2 separate regions of the Gossypium hirsutum genome follow, and region 2 is linked to region 1. The links are chromatin contacts, called in public Hi-C maps. All regions are on one chromosome and are shown on one strand. Each heading gives the region's core, a stretch centred on a gene start, on an enhancer-like site or on the middle of the called end of the contact. The rest is flanking DNA. Distances are from core to core; before and after follow the strand shown. Region 1 holds the start of LOC107892169 (uridine kinase-like protein 1, chloroplastic). Region 2 holds the start of LOC107892160 (mitochondrial import receptor subunit TOM20).

Region 1 (4,371 bases), core at 553-3,052:
GGTTATGGGTTGATTAACCTCGATAATTATGCATGATAATAAGTCTTAAGTAAAGAAAACGAATCTAGCATCTTCACTAAATCATACAAATAGACATTTCTATGGCAATCATTTTAGGATGCTGCGACAATAAGTATCTTCGTAAAAGAGGTCAAACCTGTATCAACAAAAATCTTCATATTCATAAGGTTCCTGACACGCTGGTCATGGAAAACAAGAATTCCTTCCAAAATTATGACATCAGAAGCATTAACCTGAAAATAGATTAAACACCATGCAAATCCAGATAAGCAGCCAACTTATTGAATTATCACCTACATATTTGGATATTTTGCAATGCGACGAAGAATTTAATAACTAAAAGTCTAAAAGGAGAAAGAAAAGTAAAATGCAAGTGCAAGCAAGCATTTCATCTAAAGTAGAAACAAACATCCAAAACAACCATTCCAAGTTCTTTTGAGTAGTACAATTAGCTTGCTCCAGCATCATTAAACGTAATTTAACAAGGAACAAACTAACTACCTGTCGGAAACTATCCGAAGAACGACGATGTTGCTTAAAATCATAGATCGGGACCTGAACAGATTGCCCACTTTTAAGCTTCTCAACACATTCCAGAAGCTGCTCAGTATCAAAAGCATCTACACAAGCAAAAAATCAAATGAAGCACAGTCAAGAAAATACCATCTACTATAACAAAAGGCATCAAATTCAGCAAACAAAATCCAACTAGTTTACCAGGGTGATCAAAATTATACTCGTGCACGCGTTTTAACTCTTCAGTATTTAAACCACGATAAAACGAATCCTACATCATAAGAAAAAAAGAAGAAAGAAAATATAAACTAACAGTGTAATAAAATACAGTTCATAATCAAATAAATTAACTTGAATTTGAACCTGATTGACAAGAACAACGCGGTGATCGTGGAGCTGTTGGATGATCATGTCACAGACTGTCGTTTTACCTGAAGCTGTACCTCCAGAAACACCTGCTTAATCACTCAAGGAATAAATAGAGATCAAAATTTTCCATTTTTTATAAATAAATAATAAAAGAAGGCTTCTCTTTTTATTTAATTTTAAGAAATAAAAGCCAAATTAGAGACAAGCAGTAGCTATTCAGATTTCAGTTGGTTATCGGAAAGCGATTAGTTTGTTTTGAAGAGAAGAGTGAAGTGGGGGAAGGGAATACCGATGACGAAGGGCTGACGAGGAGCGTTGGCGTCGGCGAAAGCGGAGGAAGAGACAGAGGCGGCGGTAGGACTACGGAGGCCGGAGAAGTGAGGCCCCGATGCCTTCTCCATAATGTAGTCTATGGAATTCGTCTCCTCCGGCATTGTTGAGATTTTTTTTTTCTTTTATTCTTTTTTTAAATTCGAAACTTTAAAAAAGAAGAGTTGAAATTTCAACACAACAGAGACTGTATATATAGATATGGATGTAATTTTATGTGAGGAGGCTACGATTCATTTCCCTCTCGCTCAAAAAGCTTGAATTTTTTAACGACTTTAAATGTTTTATTTTAATATATTAAAAGACGAAGAGGAAACTTTTTTTATGTGTAAATTATTATTTTGGTTTGGTTTATAGTATAGATAATGTAGCGGAAAGAATCAGATTACTCAGAGGAATATGCTTGCGTGTAGGTACGCCTATTCTTTTGTTTTGAGATCATCTTCTTCATTGGTATATTTTTATGGGATAAAGCAGTACTTAGGCATTGAATTTGGTAAACTTTTTCGATTTCAGCCCTTTCATCCTTGTTAATTTTGGAACTTGACAGCTTTTGCTAATTTGATTCTTAAATTTGGATTCCACTAAAGTGTGATAATATGATACTTTATTAAAATATCACACTATCATATAAATTTTTTATATAAAATCTAAAAAATACAGAGAAAAATTACTTTCTTTTTAAAAATCAGGTCGTGCACTGAATCAAAGTTCAAGAATAAAATTGGGGAAAATTACAAAATTTGGGATCAACAAGGACAAAAAAGAATTCATGAATCAAAAAGTAAGAAAAATTACTTAGTTTGGGGACTAAAGTTATTTTATCCCTTTTATATGTGTTATGAATAAGTATTATATAGTTCAACCTTGCTCTCAATTAGTTTTCAATTAGGCATGTTTGTGTGGTTAAAAGATAAGTTTAATTCTTGTGGTTGATTTTAACTAAGACCTTGGCTTCTTCATTAATGTGGACTCAGATAGAATGCTCTGCAAGTGTGCCTTCCGCTTGGAATTGGATGCGGCCTATTCTATATTTTCACCAATCAAAACATCAATAATACCTCAGATTGGTTGTTTCCCTTTGTCTTTATGCCGATTGTCGGAAGGTTCCGCTATCTGATTATGCGTCTTATTCAGGGGATAAGTTTCTCGAGCCACATATTATTTTAGTTGGCCCCTACGAATGGCATCCTCAATGACATCCTTTAACTAGACGCAACGCTCTGTGCTATAGCCCCACTCGTCGAGGGATTTGTAATGAAAGGGTGACTCGTTTTTGTCGAAGGTTAGAAGGCATGGTTGGAGGTTTGCCTAGAACCCCCTGATATTCCACCTAATCAAATATGACAATTGGATAACAAATAAGTTGATATGTATGATGGTGATTATATAGGACATGGTCTCGATGGTGCTAACTTAGTCGATTGTCCCTAGTAGGTCCTAAGTGGTGAGGACTTTTTATAGTATTCACTATCCACCTATCACCTTGTTGCGGTGAATTATACTAATGAAATTGCCCGTCACCTACTGGGGGACGAGTCCTCTGCGCAGGTTGATAGTGTCACAGAGGGGAAGAAAGCTTTGAGAAATTGGTAGCATGGACTGCCAGGGTCACAGACTTGGCCCAATCAATATCCATCTGGTCCTCTTCTGTAAAACAATGAACCATCTCATACAATTGAGATAATTTACTTAGTGGGTTGTTAATAATGTGAAATCATAAAAATTGATGTGTAGTCCCAACCATGAAGGCCTAAAGGGCTAAATCATCAGATGCATCTTTTATGATCATCGTTGTTGTGTTAAATCTCTTAATAAAATCATGGAGAGGCTCTTCCTCGTGTTGCCGAATGAACATAAGATACGTTGAGGATTGTTGAGGGGTATTGTTAGACAAAAAACTACTTATGAATAACTCATCTAACTGATCAAAGCTGTCGATGGGCCCCTAAGAAAGTGATAAGTACCACTATCAAGTAGTTCCAGATAAAGTCATGGAGAGGGCTCTACACTTGACCTTATCTGAATCCCCAAGGATGTCCATGTGATTGTTATATTTGGTGAGATGATCTTCTGGGTCACCCACTTCATTGTAAGGCAGCTTGGCGAACTTAAAGATGCCCGAAAGGGTATGAGCTAAAACTGACCGGGTAGAGGTTCATTGGCATAACTCCACGAAGCTTCATTAGGCTTGGTAACCTTGACCGTTTTCAATAACTCCAACCTGAGGGTTGGTATCTGCTTTTCTACAAAGTGTGTTTTGTTGTGGGCTCTTCAGTCTGGGTGGTTGTCGTGTCAAGCCTCTTCTATAATCTCATCGACATTACCATCCCTTTGATTTCTATTGACGGTTAACTGAGCCAAGTCTTCTGAGTGGATAAGATCAAGCAAGTTGTTCTCTTTGGCCACATCATTGGTTGCACGAAGCTTTACAATCAATTGTTCATTATGGGCATTTTGCAAATCCAGCAGGCGTTGGCATTCTTACTACTCCTGAAAATTGGTGTTGTTGAACCAAGAATTGCTTTTGCATAAGACAAATTTTCTCTTACATCTCATTGACTTGCAATCGAGGGCCAGTCCCTGTTATTATTGGGAAGTTTAATTTGAGGGCATAATGACCATAGTGGGCTAAGATTGGAAAGTTACTAGACTAGAAAAAAATTGGCGCAGGATTTCATCTCTAAAGTCTGGAATAAGAGCGCTAGGTGAGTTTGAGTTTCTGTGGTAGTTGGTGGCATGCCTATAACAGTGGTAGGATCAGGAAAATGAATGGATATGAGGATATTGAGGGAGGCCATGAGTTGTGTAAAGGCTTCAAGAGGGGTAACAGTTGGGTTGTTCGTTGAAGAGTTGGGAGGAAGTTTTTGGTTCAAAGGAAGCTCAATATTGACAAGATCTTTACCATCCCCTTGAGAGGCTCCTTGAGAGGAAGTGGCAAGGTTACTGGAGTTGGCAGGGTTAGAGGAGTTGAGAGTTGTATATTTTTTAATTTAAGACATTTTCGATTCACGCTCACCACACTAATTGTTTATACAATGTCCAACAAGGGAAAATAGGGAGGTGGCTTTGTGGAAGTCGGTTCACTTAAAGAAGGGAAGAGTTGAATAAAAACAAGAGGGCAAGCTAATAAGA
Region 2 (4,510 bases), core at 1,053-3,552, 210 kb before region 1:
CCACCTGTTTGGGCCGAACCTATTTTAGAGACGAACATTAGTTCAATTTCGATTCTCTAACTAAGGCTTAGGTTGTGAATTTATTTCTTTCCTTAGTTTTCATGATTATGCTTTTATTTCAGTTGATTTTATCTTCCTTCTAAGAATAGGTTTCCTATTTTTTTTTGAGGGACAATAGGCTTCCTATTCATGTAATAAAATTGGTCCTAAGTTGAAGGGACCTATGAAATAATAAAATGCTAAGCAGAATTTCTATCAAAAACCTTAAAAGAGATTCAGGTCTCTTTTTAATGAGTCCTAAGGTTTCATTCTCTCTTCAATGAGCAGAAAGGTTTCAGTCTCCCGTTGATGAGCAGAATTATCAATCACCATAAGTCATTCCAAGAATCATGATAAAGGGAAAGCAATCGATTTTGACTTTCTCGTCAATCACCCAATGACTTAAAACATAACTATGTGACCTTTACCCTTTACAAAGCCTCGTGCAAGCCTCAATGATAAATTAAACAGCACTTGACAACGTAAGCCACAGAGACATGATAAGGTCAAAAGCAGGGAAAAGAAAAGTGAAAATAAGAAGAAATGGAATGCAAAAGGAAGAAACTCTAAGGACTACCTTTGCTGAGCTGGAGGTAGAAGTAGAACTAGAGGGTCCAGCACCAAGCATCTGTTGACCTAAACCTTGCTTAATGATTTCCTGGTGTAACTCTGGAGCCTGAGGTAACAGTAAGAATTAAAAAATCAAAGGTAAGGAGGATTGCAAAGAACAAATGGCGCATAGAACATTCTTAACTTAATACCTCCCTCTAGTTTGGCTTTAAGAAACCTCTTAATTGATTGGCTTCAAACAAGGCAGAAAATGTGTTCTGTACGATTAATTTGATCTAAGGTAGTCATGTTTATATGCCCTTAGAATGCGTCTATTACCACAAATCTCAAGTTTTATTTATTCTGAATTTTAGCAGTGTAAGATATATAGGCAAACAAAATCTAGACTACCATTACTACATATATTTCTATATAATACCGAGCTATATCCATATGCATCTGAATTTCACAGCATTTGGCCAAAAAAAAAAAAAGAATGATTGCAATCATTTCAAGAGACATTCTGAATGTGCAAGTTAACCAGTAAGATAAATACAAAGAGTGGAGCAATCTTCTGCAAGGTTTACAAACTAATCCGCATTTAACATCTAAAGACAACACAGGGACTTTATCTAACAGTCATGAAATAGAATCAATATGCTCCATCTCAAACTTCCAAAAGTAACTATATGTTGTACTCGGCCATTGAAAGTTAAACATCAGATGAAATATAAGCATTATTTAAAGAATAAATCATACCAAGTATGGAGAAAGACCTACCTTAGCAGATATTTCCAAAGATTTCAGGTAAATTTCATTGCTGGGATCCTACAAATACAAAGCTACCAAGTTAAAAAAAAGAGCATTCAAGCAATGAGTCTATAGATCCATCCATAAATGCAGTAATTGATACTTTAGCCAAACAAAACTACAGAAAAACCTCATCAACTGCTTGCTGGAAATATTGAGCTGCCTTTTCGAAGTAAGGCCTGGCCTCATCTTCCTTGCTAGTCAAAAATGCAAAAGAAGTCTGAGCATTTCCCAAACACCATAAAGCATCATGCTTCTTAGGGTTAATCGACAAAGCCTCCTCTAGCTTCGAAATAGCATCTATTCACAATTAATTTTTAGTAACCAAGAAAATTAATATTTGAATTACAAATGAATGAAATTAAATTTATTATTTATTATGTGCATATAAATTATGAGAACCTTGAATCATTTTCTGTGAATCTGGAACGCTTTGAAACTGAGACAACTCAAGTAAAGCTCCAGCCCATCTTGTTAAGTTCTGCAAACAATAAATATAAATTAAAAATTGGACAAATATCAATTTTAATTGGAAAAAGAAAAAAGAAGAAGACAAAAACGGATCGACAGAAGGAGGAAGCGAACGTCGCCATCGAGAGGATTGGAAGCATAAGTAGCTTCGGAAATTTTACGAGCTTGCTCGAAAAAGAGCAGCCTATCGAGCTCACTCGACGATTCCATGGCTGCTCGTTCTAACTTCTTCTTCTTCTTCTTTTATCGGGTTCGATATTTCTTATGTAATAAGCTTAGAGAAAACAGTGACTATGGCTTCTTCTCAGTTCCGACCACAATGGCGGCCTAGTGGAAACTGCCGCAAATTTTCAGTTTCCGTCAAAGAAAAATGGAAAATAAATAAATAAACTGGGTTTTTCGGGTATTTTCACATTTAAGGGATATCGGCCTCTTTTCTAAAATGGGCTTAGTATGCAAATATAGGATAATCTTGGGCTTGGGCTTTGCTTTCTTGGAAGGACAATCTCTGAATAAATACATTTTGGCAGTCAAGCTTCAACTAATATTCGAATTAATGTTTTGACCAAATAAAATATTCGAATTAATGACTTAAATATATATTAATATTAGTTTTCTTACCACCAAAAATATAAATTAAAATATATTAAATTATTTTATAATTTTATATAAATTTAATTTTATTATTATATAATAAATAAATTTAAATCATCTTAAAATTTATTTTATATATTTTGTAATTCAATATTTTATTTGATAAAAATAAAGTCTTAAATTATTTTATGTATATGATATATACAATTTCTAATATTAAACATAGATGAAAATGAGTTTATAAAATCTATCACTTTTTTACTTACTAATTCATATTTCATATGGCGAAGGCATGTCTTCTTTTCTCTTTCCATCAAATAAAAAAAAACTCAATCCTATAAAACAATATTTATTATAATAAAATTTAATTAACATAAAAATCCTTATAAATAAAAATATAATTAGCATAAATTATAACATAATAAACTTTAATTTTTTGTAATTTGTTTTACAATTTAAATTTTTTAAAAATATATATTTAATATAAGTATTTATGAATTTTTATATTAATAAAAATCCATATAATGAATTACAACAAAAAAATTAATTTAGCATAATGGAATTTACTATTTATTAGTCAAAAAAGTTTTGATTTAAAAAATAATTTATGAAACAAGTTAAAAAAATTAAAATTAATCCCAAAATATATTAAAAACAAAAATTTTACAATGTTTAACACAATCATACAAAATTTATAAAGTTTTTTTTTTGAATAAATTGACTGGGGTATTATTATTTGAATAGAAAAAACCAATACTACAGCCCAAAAAACATTGGGTTCAATTATGCTGGAATGGACAGAAAATTAAAACATGGACTACACTTTTTATCTTAAATGAGAAGCCCACTGAAATTTAACTAAGGAAATAAACAGAAAATAAATACTAAAGAAAATAAGAGAAAGTAAACCAACAGTCATTTCCCAGCCAAATCAAAACAGCCTGGACACCATTATTATTTCTGACTTTTCATGTCAAAACGTCAGTTCTGTTCAGAGGATAGCAACTTCCAAAAAAATCTATCTTTATTTGCTATCTTTGTTGTTTCATTTCACCTTCAACATCTTTCTTCAGTTTGGGTTTTGTGGCTATCTTTCTTCTGGATTAGTTTCTTTATAGTTCAGCGTCTCCCCTACCAGGTACATCTCTTCCCCTTTCTTTAATGCATCCTTTGCTAGTTTGTGGGCTTGAAGATTCTTTGTTCTTTGAATAAACCTAAAGGCAATTTCTTGAAAGTGAGATTTGCTACTTTAGATATCTTTAATAATCGTACCAATAATCGATTTATCCCGAACTGTCATTTGGCATTTGTTGATAACTGTTTTCGAATCCCCCATAATCGTAACTGAGCGTAAACCCATTTCGATGCCTAACTTAATTGCTTCTAAACATGCACATGCCTCTACAACAAACGGAGATAAGACGTTGGAATGAAGAATCGATTTTGAGGCTTTAATCATACCTTTCTGATCCCGAACTACTAGTCCTGACGTCGATCTGGAATTTCTAATATCAAAAGCTGCGTCGAACTATATTATCTCCCTCAATGACTCCCCTCCCTGTCCTTAAGTTGTAGCAGACGTAAAGGTAAGCATTTTTTCACGCACTCCTTCAAGTTCCAATAAGTAGCTCTGTATTTTGTGTGAAAGGTCCCTTCCTGAAGTGATTTTCCTCTCATGAACCATCTGATTCCGTGAGCCCCAAATAACCCATAAGGTGCAGCAGAACATTCAGATCTGCTCCTTTGTACCCCTTCCAAAAACCTATGTGAGCCATGTCCATGTATTTTGATCTGTGTGTGTGCTGTTACTCAAGTCATATTAAGACTATTCCAAACATCAATGCTTGTAGGACATTGCCGAAACACGTGGTAGCTGTCTTCTTCTTCAGGAGCAGCATCGAGGACAACTAACATTTGTAATCACTCTCTTGTATCTAAGATTAACTAGCGTAGGGATATAGTTCCAGAAAATCTGCCATATAAGAATTAAAATTTTTGATGGTAGTTGTAAATTCCATAACTTCCTGTAGAATTTTTTAGTTTCGGC

The links. A called contact is a pair of places that touch in the nucleus more often than the background predicts.
Region 2: a contact with region 1 is called in a Hi-C map of leaf, with 1.8 times the contacts expected there. The contact joins the promoter of LOC107892160 here to the promoter of LOC107892169 in region 1. A contact is called at or near these places in 2 of 34 Hi-C or Micro-C datasets (both in leaf).

The regions. Positions count from the first base shown.
Region 1 is chrD09:12,091,761-12,096,131 of Gossypium_hirsutum_v2.1, reverse strand. LOC107892169 (uridine kinase-like protein 1, chloroplastic) reads right to left here and starts at 1,802. Exons shown (of 14, transcript XM_016817177.2): 1 at 1,196-1,802; 2 at 901-992; 3 at 739-808; 4 at 523-641; 5 at 158-254. The coding sequence starts at 1,340.
Region 2 is chrD09:12,301,489-12,305,998 of Gossypium_hirsutum_v2.1, reverse strand. It overlaps LOC107892160 (mitochondrial import receptor subunit TOM20), which reads right to left and starts at 2,302. Exons shown (of 6, transcript XM_016817167.2): 1 at 1,984-2,302; 2 at 1,801-1,879; 3 at 1,529-1,698; 4 at 1,369-1,416; 5 at 617-715. The coding sequence starts at 2,079. It overlaps LOC107892161 (sulfite oxidase), which reads left to right and starts at 3,450. Exons shown (of 13, transcript XM_016817168.2): 1 at 3,450-3,601.